Linked DNA regions of Mus musculus: all the other regions are linked to region 3. The links are chromatin contacts, called in public Hi-C and HiChIP or PLAC-seq maps. All regions are on one chromosome and are shown on one strand. Each heading gives the region's core, a stretch centred on a gene start, on an enhancer-like site or on the middle of the called end of the contact. The rest is flanking DNA. Distances are from core to core; before and after follow the strand shown.

Region 1 (3,628 bases), core at 572-3,071, 94 kb after region 3:
TGGGGCTGTGGATGTATCCACATGCCAAACCCTCTCTCTGTACCTCTTTCTGGGAGCTGGGCTTGAACAGGCCATAGGAAACAAAGTTGCTCATGGCCTAAGCCTCCACCCCAGATCTCCCTGGAACTGATACAGAAACTAAGATGCTGGAGTTAGAAACTCACATTGTACCCCAGAAGAAAAGAACCTCCTATAGGACAACCATCCTGACTTGAGTAGCAAACACTTGTTTCAGAGAAGATAGAACTTCAGATTTCCTGGTGACAGGAATCCCTACCTGCCTGACTACCTAAGACAAAGTTAGCCACCTGGGTGAACAGGCACTGTAGAGAAAGTGGCTGTGTTTCATGGCAAGACCCTACATTAAGGTGGTAATGTTGGGCTATGGCGGAGGAAGGATTGGGTTTAGACAGAAGCAAGCACTTCTGACTGTCAGCGAGTGGTTGTGGAGGCCATCGGGAGCTGCTCAGGCACTGTGTTCCAGGAGGAAGGAGTAGTGATAAGATTATCTATGAATTGAAAAGGATTTGGGGACTCCATCATATTGTAAAGCCAGTGATGACTGAGGAGGAAGCCAGAGAGAAGCCAATCATCTACATGGACAGGGACCAAGTATCTGGAGCCCCCTGGCTGGCATAATGTCTCACACGGAGCTGTGTGGAGAGTCTCACTAAAGCCTTCCCTTGAGCCATGGTGAAAGCTCTAAGCTTTGGTGCCTGCTACTCATCAGGAACCAACCAAATATTTTGGTGAGTGGATGGATGTGGACAAATATTTACAAGCAGGTGTTATACTTATTCATCTGAGGGGTAAAATATAGCAGCATGCCAGGTATATGGCTGAACAAACCCCAGTTAGCAGGTTAGATGGAAGCGATCCTGGAAATAAGCTACGATTCTGAGCAATGGAATAGATCATGTGGTGGCTTGGGAGCATGTAGTTATAGGAGCTGCTTCAAAGCTACACAGAAAGTGGCTCCACACTGTGGGACTTGGATGCTCTTCTTCAACCTCCAGCTGTATTTCAACTCTCAGAACCAGCAGCTTCTGGGGAAGGGGGAACTGATCAGTCAGCCCCTGGACCCAGCCCAAAGCAGATACGTAAAACATAGTGGTTTGAAGAAACTTATGAGTCAGGGTCAAATGCTAACCCAGCCATCAGCTGGAGTGGGTCTGTAGGTGTGGAATGCACTTCCCTGGGTCTGATTCTTCATCTCTAAAACTAGGGGTGCCAGTGAATGGAGAAGAATTATCTGTAAGGTGTTTGCTGCCTATGACAATCTGGCTCAGGCTGACTTTCAACTCCTTATTTTCCTGCCTCAGCCTCCTGAGTGCCAGGGTTACTTGAGTACTTATCCATGCTGGGGAGACTATTTTCCAGCTCTTGAGAGTCTCTCTACCTTCTTCCCCCCCCAACCCCCCACTGCTATTGCTTTCAGCCTCTCCTCTGCCTCTCTGCCTCTCAGCCTCTCTGCCCCAAGAGGCTTTGGGGCTGTTTCTTCCCCTCTGCTCCAGTTGGTTTTCTTCCCAGAGCTCCCTGTTTTCTGAGCATTTTCCTTTCTCTCCTGAGCCTCTCCAGCACCGAGGATGTGGAGGCTGGGAACTGGGAGCTCTTGAGGACTTCTTTCTATGTTCCTGCAGCTTGCAGTGCCCGCCCCTGCCCAGTGCAACCGGCTCATAACCGTTGCGGCACTGTGCCCTGGGCAGGGCTAATGCGATCTGGAAAGACCCTGGCGGGCGGCGGGCAGTCTGGCCTGAGCGTCCTGGGCCGTGCTGATGGATGGTCCCCTGACAGTAATCGCAGAATGAGGACTTGCTGGCGACGCTCTCGCCCGAGGCCCCGCTGTTTGGCCAGCCCAGGAGTCCCTCCCTTGCCCCTCCTCCTAACTCCCAGGCGTTCTCAGATCTCTGGGTTTAGGAGTGCCTCCTGCTTCCAGGCTAGGTCAATCTAGCCCCTCCTTGCCCTCTCGCTCAAGATTCTGACCTCTGTTTTGTAATCTTCCTTGGATCCACTCATAATCTGTAATTCTGAACGAACTACTTAATCTTCCCCAACCTCAGTTTCCCCTTTTGCGCAATGAGAAATAGTGGTTATTTATAGCTTGAGTGGAGAATATTGAGAACACAGGAGAAAATGCTGAGAAAAATCGTCACTCTCCCTGAAGAATTGACTTTTATTTGTAGTTTACAGTGCTCAGAATAATCTGAGCTAAATATATGAGGACGAGTGGGTATTTACACAGTAGTTGCTTCTATGCATACATGCTCATCATACTTTTAGACTAAACAGATACACTAGAAAACAAGAGAGCAATATCGGTAGTGCTTCGACACCTCAGAGCAACACTGGGTACAGGTTTTCCTCAGTAGGACTCCTTATTTTATTGAGGCCCACCTACTAGACTCTCAGTCTGAACTCAGTGTTGAGACCCTCAGCATCCATAAGGCAAGGAGGAGCTAAAAAGGAGGATCCACTTTGGGGAGGTATTCTGGGATCATTCCCCAGCAACTGTCAAATTGCTTAGGTTTGAAGTTCTCCCATTCCTCCACCCCAGGGGAGCCCCCCTTGGGCACCACCCTTGGGGAGTGGAGAGACTGGGAGATCCAGACCAATTACACTTTGGAGAGCACACCAGACGCCTGCTCATTCTCTTTTAACCTTTCCCTCTCCTCAGAACCAAATTGAGTTAGTCTTGAGTTTTGATTTAATTCCCCAAATGGAGTCCTAATCTGCTTAGTGTCCTTTTTCCAAGTCATGGGTTTGAAGTGTGTGTGGTGAGGTAATGAAAGAGCAGCTCTGTGGCTTCTGCAAAATTCACACACTCATGTCCCAAATGCCAAAGAACAAGAGACACCGTGGCCCTGGGGGGAGGGGTGACGGTGACCTCAGCATGGCCCTGAGGTGGTGCTGGTAATAATAACCTCAGCAAATATTTATTGGGCAGGACTGAGCTGAACACTCTATATGCACTCTGCTCATTGAATTCTCACGAGTGCCTTCCAAGTCAGTGTCCCTCACATCCCCAATTTAGAGATGAAAAAAACTGAGGCTCAGACTGAGCCTTGAGCCTGAGGCTTCTTAGTTGTTACACTGTATCCCAGAGCTGTTTAGTAACTGACAGAACCTATGTTTGAAACTACAGTTAGATAGCAGATCTGTGTTCTTAACTACTTCATCCTGTGACCCTGGGCAAGACATATAGCTTCAAGGTGCTCAGTTCCTTCGCTTTCCAAACACTGATAATAACCAGAAAGAAGAAGAAGACACTCCCTGAATAGTGCTGTTGATAAGGTGAGATAAGACATTTACCAACCTGGCAGCATTCGATAGACTGTTACATAAGCATAGGTTGGGGGATGGGTGTCGAAGGAAGGATGCAATGCAACTAACGATGAACTGTTATCATTGATAATGAGAGCCCTACAAACTAAAAAACTGCTATGCCTGCTTAACAGATGAAGAAACTAGGTTTCAGGTGAATGAAGGCCTAAAGCCATTGTGTTAATGAATAGCAGAACAAAACTTGTCTCCAAACATGGGGCTCTTGAATTCCAAAGCTGCAGCTCCTAGTGCCCCCAGGGTCACCAGGCACTGGCCTCTCCTGGTGAGGTCAGGACAGAGGCCAGCA
Region 2 (3,558 bases), core at 616-3,115, 76 kb after region 3:
GATGTTGGATACTTGGAATGGCCAGGGGTAAAGCTTTGGATTTAAACCAGAGATGGAGTCTAAGGGGTACACATGCACTTATATGTGTCTCTGTGCTGTGCATGGGTAAGTAAGTGTATTAGATAAGTTTCTCATTGCTGTAACAAAGTATCCGACAAAAGCCACTTAAGGAAGAAAGAGTTTATTTTGGCTCACAGTTTGAAGGTACAATCCACTATGGCAGAGAAGCACAGTTGAAGCAGTTGAAGCATCTGGTCCCATTGCATCTGTAGCCAGGAAGCAGAGAGTGATGAACATTGGTACTCAGCTGGCTTTCCCCATTTTATTCAATCCAAGACCTCCAGGCTATGGAATGGTGCCACCCACACTTAGGTCTTCCCATTTCGACTACTAACCTGGAAAACCTATCACAGACATGCTCCTAAGTTTGCTTTCATGGTGGTTCTAAAGCCTATTAAGTTGACTAGAAATAAATCTTGCAGTGTGTATGGTTATCCATGACTGTGTGACTGGGGGCACGTGGGTGTACATATGTGCACATGGGTGTGTCTTCAAACCAAAGGCTGTGGGCTGTCTAAGGCTGTCCATATCCATGATCCTTTTATTCCATGGGTGTGGACTACTGGGCACCCTTTTGTATTCCACCTCTGCCTGCAGCTGTGAGAGAAAATTATCCAACCTCCCCTGGATGCTGGGGACACCTCTGTAGCGGGGAAGGCAGGAGAGCTCTATTTCTGTCTTCATATAATCCATTCATCTGACCCAGTTTCATAAAGGAGTCCCGATGAGCCCACTTATTTGATAATGGTTATGAGCCGAGACTTGGGGATTTATGGCTGAGGTTCAGTGGCCATTAATAGGCACAGGCTATTCAGGAGGCCAGGCCCAGCTTATCAGGACAATCTCTACACTGTATTTGGGCAAAGAGCACCACCACCCTGGATGGGAGGAAGAACCTAGGAGGAGAAAGACCTCCAAAAGCAAATGGTCACTGGATAGGACCTGAGTGTCAGGGAAACGGACGTCATTGCTGTGTATTTGGCCAGGGGAAAGTGATTTGTGCAACAGTGGAACAATGTTCCCCAAAGGAAAGGGGAATCAGAACTCGTTAACAGGCCCCTAGCTAGGTAGTCTAATTTTCTTGACCTGTTGATGGGCCCTGTGACATCATCTCAGTCTCCTGCATGTTGGTGATGGATGCCTGGAATACCGCTGGCCTAGAGACGGAGATGTGGGAGTCACTCACTGCCACCATGCCTAGCAGCTCAGACAGAACATTCTAGCCCTCTGTGGTTTCATCTGTGAGGACCACCTCTGGTCAGGTGTTAGGAATCGAGGAGCACAAAGGTGATTAGGAAAGATTTTGCTTGGGCAGCTGGGCACTAGTGGGAAGGTTTGGCCCACTCATGTGTTCTGCAGGGTTGTGTCTAAAAAAAAAAAACAAACCCACTTCTCTCTTCCTTCCTTTCCACACAATAATACACATATGGTATACATATTTATATATGCATGAATACACAGGGAGGGAGAGAGGGAAGGAAGGAGGAAGGGAGAGAGGGAAGGAAGGAGGAAGGAAGGGAGGGAGGAAGGGAGGGAGGGAGAGAGAGAGAGGGAGGGAGGGAGAGAGAGAGAGAGAGAGAGATTGGTTCTGACCAATTGGAAGGCAAGTCAAATATAGTGGAGAAACACCCACAAAGGACCCAGATAGAGGAGACAAATGAATGGATTCCTAAACTCCAGTCTTGAACAGAATCTTCGTGCCTCTTCCATCTTCAAAACAGCTTGAAGCCAGTCATGGCTAGACTGGCCTCCAGATACTCCTCTTCTTGCTCTGGCTCACCCTTCCCCCAAGTACCACAGCCCAGTGTTGAAACCCTGGAGTTCTCAGGGGATGTGGACAGCAGCCAAATCATTGACGTTTCCTGAGCACATGTTCTGTGCCTGGCGATGGGCCAGGAGCTGGGGTGAAAGAGGGAAATTAGACTTGATCCCTGTTCCCAAGATGCCACAACCATGTAGGAGGGCAGTCTCTATAAACAATGCCAACACCGCATGCTCAGGGACAGTATTGCATAGGATCACAGGTGGCCTGCATACACATCACAGGGAGCTATACAGAGGAAGATATGCAGGGCTGTTTTCTACAAACCTGCTGTGAAAGGTTAAACATGTACAAAAGCAGACATGAGGGAGCAATATCATAACCTCACGGGCTCACCGTTCAGTACCTGTTATAGTGCCTACCACAGAGGTGACAAGAATCTTTCTGGAAGATAACAGAGAAATCCCCCAACCGTCCATGCGGGGACCCTCATTTTGGCCAGCATCAGCCTGATCTGAAGGGGAGTCAATAGCTCCCCGGCCATTCAGAGCAGAGGACCACTATGGCCAAGAAAGGAATTGGGGCTTTTAAGCAAGGCCAAGAAGCAGGTGCACCTTATCTGATTCATGATGTAGACACAACTGGCCGCCCCTACTTCTAGGCTATCTTTGTCACTTGTCTTGGGGAGTCCCCAGGTGCCTTCCACAGAGAGCTGCTAGGAGTAAGAATTCGAGGCCTGGCAAGGGCGAGGGCGGGCACTGTCGGGCACTGCGGGCGCAGGGGGCCCTCCGCCCCGCCAGGCGCGAGGCCTTAAATATTACCCCGGAGTTTTCAATTATCTCTTCTTAATGGATTTGCAGGGGCTCTTTCATCAAGCGCGGGGTGGCTGGGTGTGGGGGTGAGGGGAGCGCGCGGCGAGGGCTGGAGCTGGGAAAATGGCCCATATTTCAATATTAAAGCCCTTTACGATCGTCAGCAGCATGAAAGATGCTGCAAATAAAGCGGAGCCGCCCGCGCCAGCCTCTCCATCTCGCAAGTTTTAATTAACGCTGAGGGGGAGGCAGCTGCTGGGAGGGGTCGGAGCCGGGCCAGGGACCGATCGCGCAGCTTCTCGGACTTGAGTCCTGAGCGGGGTCAAAGGGGCGACTGGTGGACAGGGAGGCCAAGGTGACTGGGTCCCAAAGCCGAGGAGGATCGCGCAGTGGACGCGCAAGGTGGGAAGTTCGGACGGTTGTCACCACTCAGAGGGCCATCGCGATCTTCCAGGCCTCCATCTTCTGCCTGTCTGCCCCCGCCAGCAGCCCCCAGCCATCCCACGAGCGTCTCCGCCGACTCCCGCGGTTGACACTCTGAGGCTGGGGTTAGGGGAGCAGGAGCTTCCTGCGACCCGTCCCCCACAACCTCCCGTGGCTGCAGTTCCCGGACGTCTGCTTTCCCCATCACCTTCTCAGCTTCCCCGCCCGCCCCACTCGCCGCGTGCGGAGCAGCGCACACAGAAGCGCCTCTGTTTGGCCTTGGCAGCGGCCTGGCCCAACAGCTTGCTCCTGAGCGGCAGACCCATCCGTCAGGCGGGACGGATGGAGCGACGTCAGGCTGCCCGTTCCGAGGACTCCCTAGGGAGCCACCTCTGGCCTTGAGCCAGACTCCCTTCTTTTCCTCTCTCTGCCTCGCCAACTTTGTCCCCAATTGCCAGCTCAGCACACTTCTGATGGACATTGGGCCCTTTGGGTTCCCAA
Region 3 (3,685 bases), core at 1,136-3,635:
GCCTAGAATTCCTAGCGAAGCAAAGCTAGCTCCCTCAATGGCCGATAGATGGCGCTCGTGGCCCAACACAGCCTCTGCAGCCTGCGGAAACCCGAGGGAAACAAGAAAGCAAGTTAACCCTTCTGCACCCGGGAGGCGAGTAGAGGCTGTGGGGCCTCAGAGGCCCCTTCACAGCTTAGAGCGCACCTGCTAGCTCTTTCTTGGCTGCGGCCAGAATCTACTGTCCCCCTTATCTCACAGGACCAACAGACATTGTCAGCCTGTCCGTTGGAAGCTTCTGGAGGGTCAGGAGACTAGGGAAGGGCTATGCTCACCTTTCATCTCTGGGTCTTGTTTCTAAGAATCTTTAGCAGAGCTCCATGAGAAGGCAGATGCTGAGGGGTATAAATTGAATTGGGGGTGGTGACCCGTATGGGACTTCAATTCTAGCACTTGGAAGATAAAGTCAAGCAGATCTCTGTGAGGTCAGTCTGGTCTCGGTAGTGAGTTCCAGGGCAGCCAAGATGAGACCTTGTTTCAAAACACTACCACTACCACCACCACTACCACCAACCCCTACCCCTGAAGCAGGAACAAAAACCCACTGGAAGAATCGGGTAAGCCAAAAAATTATGGGGGACACAGGTATCTGAACGGAAAATGAAGTCTATAATTAATTCCTTGCATCCTTCCACCAACTTCTTTTTTCTCTTTTCCTTTTTTTAGACAAGATTTCACTTATCTCAGGCTGGCCTCGGATGTGATATGTAGCAGAGGAACTTCCTGAATTTCTGATACCCCTTCCTCCTCTCCCAGAGCTGTGGTGTTACATACAGCCCTCCTGTCTCAACAGGCTCTTAGGATTCTTAAATAACAAGACAACACTATGGTGAGGTTTTGTTTGTTTGGAGACAGGAAAATGTGCAGAAAACAGAGATAGAGAGTCCTGTTCACGAAGTTTACTTTTCTTCATTGCAGAGGAAGTAGAGATATTGAGGTGTGCCCAGGGGAAGATAGAGGCACCTAGAGACAGAAAGCAAGCCATGGAAGAGGTGAGCGACAAATCGTACAGAAAGAAAGTGGCAAGACCCAGAGGGACAAGGCTGCTGTGCACTACAGCTCAGCAAGTAAGGGGCAGCCTCGATGGAATACAGGTGAGTGATTCCTCACCTTGATGCTGGATGGTCACTACTCACAACAGCTGCACCCACTGCTTTTATCTGGATGCTAGAGCAGTCTTGGGAAAGGCATTGTGTTCTGGGTTCCCTGGTCTTCTTCCCTAGCACCCATTGGGGACTTTGCTTTGGTGATGAGAGCCCTGGCTTCCCCCGGCATGAGTATTGGGGAAGGCAAGGGACCCAGAAGATATCTACCCATGGAAGATTCCAGTTGAGTGAAAAGTCACAGTGAAATGTCCAGTTAGATAGGAACAAAGCAGGGTGTGAATGGCTTTGGAAGTCAGTGCTGAGGGGCTAGTTAGGTGCAATTAGGGATTAAAGTTTGTTGGAGAAGGCTTCCTGGGAAGACTATTGTAGGAGAGTCTGGAAAGATGGGATGTGTTATTTATATATGTCTACTTATGAGGGCCAGGAGACATAAGAGTTGGTAAATAAACAAAAATCTGAGTCAGGACGATCTTCCTTACTAACCTGGGTGGGCACCACCAACCTGTTCAGAGTCCAGTGCAACCAATGACTAAGGAAGGGCTCTTAACACAAAGGGCTTCCCTGGTTCTCCAGCTTACAGGCAGCAGGTCCCATAGGGCTGTGAGCGTATTTCCACAATACATCTCCTCACATTGATAAAAGGATGGTTTTGATTTTGCTTCTTGGAGAAACCCAATTCAGGATACAGGCTGGCAGATGTCAAGGCAAGAGAGAAACAGATTAAAATGGCGAGGCTGTGGATTTAGATGCTAATGCTAACAGGGATGTTCACTGTCAAAGAGGTAGGTGCTGAGAGAAATGCCTTCGTGGATATTTGTTTGGTTGTTTTGTTTTGTCGAGTCAGGGTTTCTGTGTAGCCCTGGCTGTCCTGGAACTCACTCTGTAGATCCGCCACAACCACACGGTTGCCTCTTTGGATGTTATGTAAACAGTTAATGGCCCTTGGAGGGCTGCAAAGATGATGCCTTATACCTCGGGGCAGCAAGAGGGAAAGGTCTCTGGTGGATGAGGTATTGGGGATGGCTGCAGAGTCCAGATGGTTGTGACGTCTTGATGTAAATCATATTATTAAACTACAATCCCCAGCGACCCGTGGAACTCTTTTAGCGAGTTTTCCGGGGATTTGGCATTTCCGGCGGAAGCAGACGTCGCTAGCCATTCTTCTTATTTAAATGCTGTCGACTACAACTCCCAGTGCCCTCCGCGCCAGGACGAAGAAAGGAAGCGGAAGCTGCATGGGGAGCTTGTGCAGGTGAGGGAGTAGGGGGCTGGATCTCTGGGAAGGGCGGTGGGGGCTCTCGGAGTTCCGGAGAGGTAGCCGCTCTGTGACTCCAAGGCCTACAAGGGGCCCCTGTGAGCCCTGCAGCGCTGTTTTGATTTAAATCCTGTGGATTTCTGTACCACCTACAAGGGACAGCGGCTAGCTAGTGGCTTGGATTCTTATTTTTGTTTTAGGTTTATTTATGTTATTTTTTATATATGGGTGTTTTGTCTGCACACCAGAAGAGGACATTGGATACTATAGGACTGCAGTTTGACTCTTGCAAGCCGCATTATGGGTGCTGGGAATTAAACTGAGAACCATTGAAAGAGCAGCCAGTACTTTTACTTAATGAGCCTCCATCGCACTGTGGCCTGGATGTATCTCAGGGTTGCCCTTTGTTTTTTAATGTAATTTGAAATGTGTGACATGTTTCTTAAGGCATTTTGCTTTTTGAGGGGAAAAAATGCACACACACACACACACACACACACAAAAGGCTCCTGATCTTCTCATCTTTCCGCCTCTACCTCCTGAGTGCTGAGCTGATAGATACGAGCTTCTATACCTGGTTTACAGTGCTGGGGATTGAACCCAAGGCTTCATTCATCTTTGGTATACACTCCACTGAGTTGCAGCATCAGGCATTGAGCTTATGGCTGTTGGTGACTTTAGGGAGGACTGTCAGACTTCCTGCTAGGAATTTTTTTTTTTTTTTTTTGATTTTTTGTCCAGGACAGCAAAGCTCAGATTATATCTGTCCTCTTAGCTCTTCATGGCTTATCCCAAACCTGTCTTATATCTTATTTTGGAGTTATCCCCCCAACATATGAGGGACTCAAATATTTAAGAAATAAACAATTGCTGGAGGTAGGTTGATGGTTCCTATAGAGAAGAGCCTTAAAGTGATTTGTGCAAGAGAACCTTCTTAGATGTCTTGGCTGGTAGGGCTCTTGCCACCAAACCTGATGACTTATATTCATTCCTCAGAGCCTTGACAGTAGAAGAGAACCAGCTCCCAAAAGTTATCTTTTGCCACATGAGTTGCTAAGGTGTGCTTGCTCTCCCTAGTAAATAAAAACAACTGTTAAGAGAAAGAACCGTTTAAGAGAGGAAACCAGGACTAGCATTCTAGTTAGCCTGTGACACTTGCTACCAGATGAACAGTGAAAATAAGCTCTCCTCACTTCTGTGCATGCCTATCCTTGCTGTCTTCAGCCCAGAGCAGACCCATCTTAGACCTGAGAGAGATCCCTGTGCTGTTTTTTCTAATATTGGT

What was found. A called contact is a pair of places that touch in the nucleus more often than the background predicts. HiChIP or PLAC-seq counts read pairs in DNA pulled down with a chosen protein or histone mark.
Region 1: an H3K4me3 HiChIP or PLAC-seq map of neural tube shows a contact between it and region 3, with 2.7 times the contacts expected there. The contact joins the enhancer-like site here to the promoter of Smug1 in region 3. A contact is called at or near these places in 3 of 39 promoter capture datasets (cranial neural crest, embryonic stem cells and second pharyngeal arch cranial neural crest), 13 of 484 Hi-C or Micro-C datasets (B cells, the G1E-ER4 cell line, the N1E-115 cell line and 8 more), 17 of 115 datasets of contacts at active chromatin or transcription factors (bone marrow-derived macrophages, craniofacial prominence, differentiating embryonic stem cells and 10 more) and 5 of 9 other capture datasets (adipose tissue, embryonic stem cells, liver and 2 more).
Region 2: a contact with region 3 is called in a Hi-C map of cerebral cortex, with 2.5 times the contacts expected there. The contact joins the enhancer-like site here to the promoter of Smug1 in region 3. A contact is called at or near these places in 3 of 39 promoter capture datasets (cranial neural crest, embryonic stem cells and macrophages), 3 of 15 datasets of contacts at CTCF or cohesin (embryonic stem cells and stem cell-derived epiblast-like cells), 23 of 484 Hi-C or Micro-C datasets (the Ba/F3 cell line, the G1E-ER4 cell line, the HL-1 cell line and 11 more), 15 of 115 datasets of contacts at active chromatin or transcription factors (the SCID.adh cell line, T-cell acute lymphoblastic leukemia, bone marrow-derived macrophages and 8 more) and 3 of 9 other capture datasets (adipose tissue, embryonic stem cells and pancreatic islet).

What each region holds. Positions count from the first base shown.
Region 1 is chr15:103,067,529-103,071,156 of GRCm38.p6, reverse strand. No RefSeq gene overlaps it. Among named protein-coding and RNA genes, the nearest start is that of Gm30528, 8.8 kb to the right of the region's middle. Within about 2 kb of position 1,821, at least 47 of the 459 cell types and tissues checked have an H3K27ac peak or open chromatin away from gene starts, as enhancers often do. A contact at or near this core is called in the G1E-ER4 cell line, the N1E-115 cell line, adipose tissue and 1 more, where this site is marked.
Region 2 is chr15:103,085,793-103,089,350 of GRCm38.p6, reverse strand. No RefSeq gene overlaps it. Among named protein-coding and RNA genes, the nearest start is that of Gm28876, 17 kb to the left of the region's middle. Within about 2 kb of position 1,865, at least 38 of the 459 cell types and tissues checked have an H3K27ac peak or open chromatin away from gene starts, as enhancers often do. A contact at or near this core is called in the N1E-115 cell line, adipose tissue, cerebral cortex and 1 more, where this site is marked.
Region 3 is chr15:103,161,984-103,165,668 of GRCm38.p6, reverse strand. Smug1 (single-strand selective monofunctional uracil DNA glycosylase) reads left to right here and starts at 2,385. Exons shown (of 6, transcript NM_027885.3): 1 at 2,385-2,397.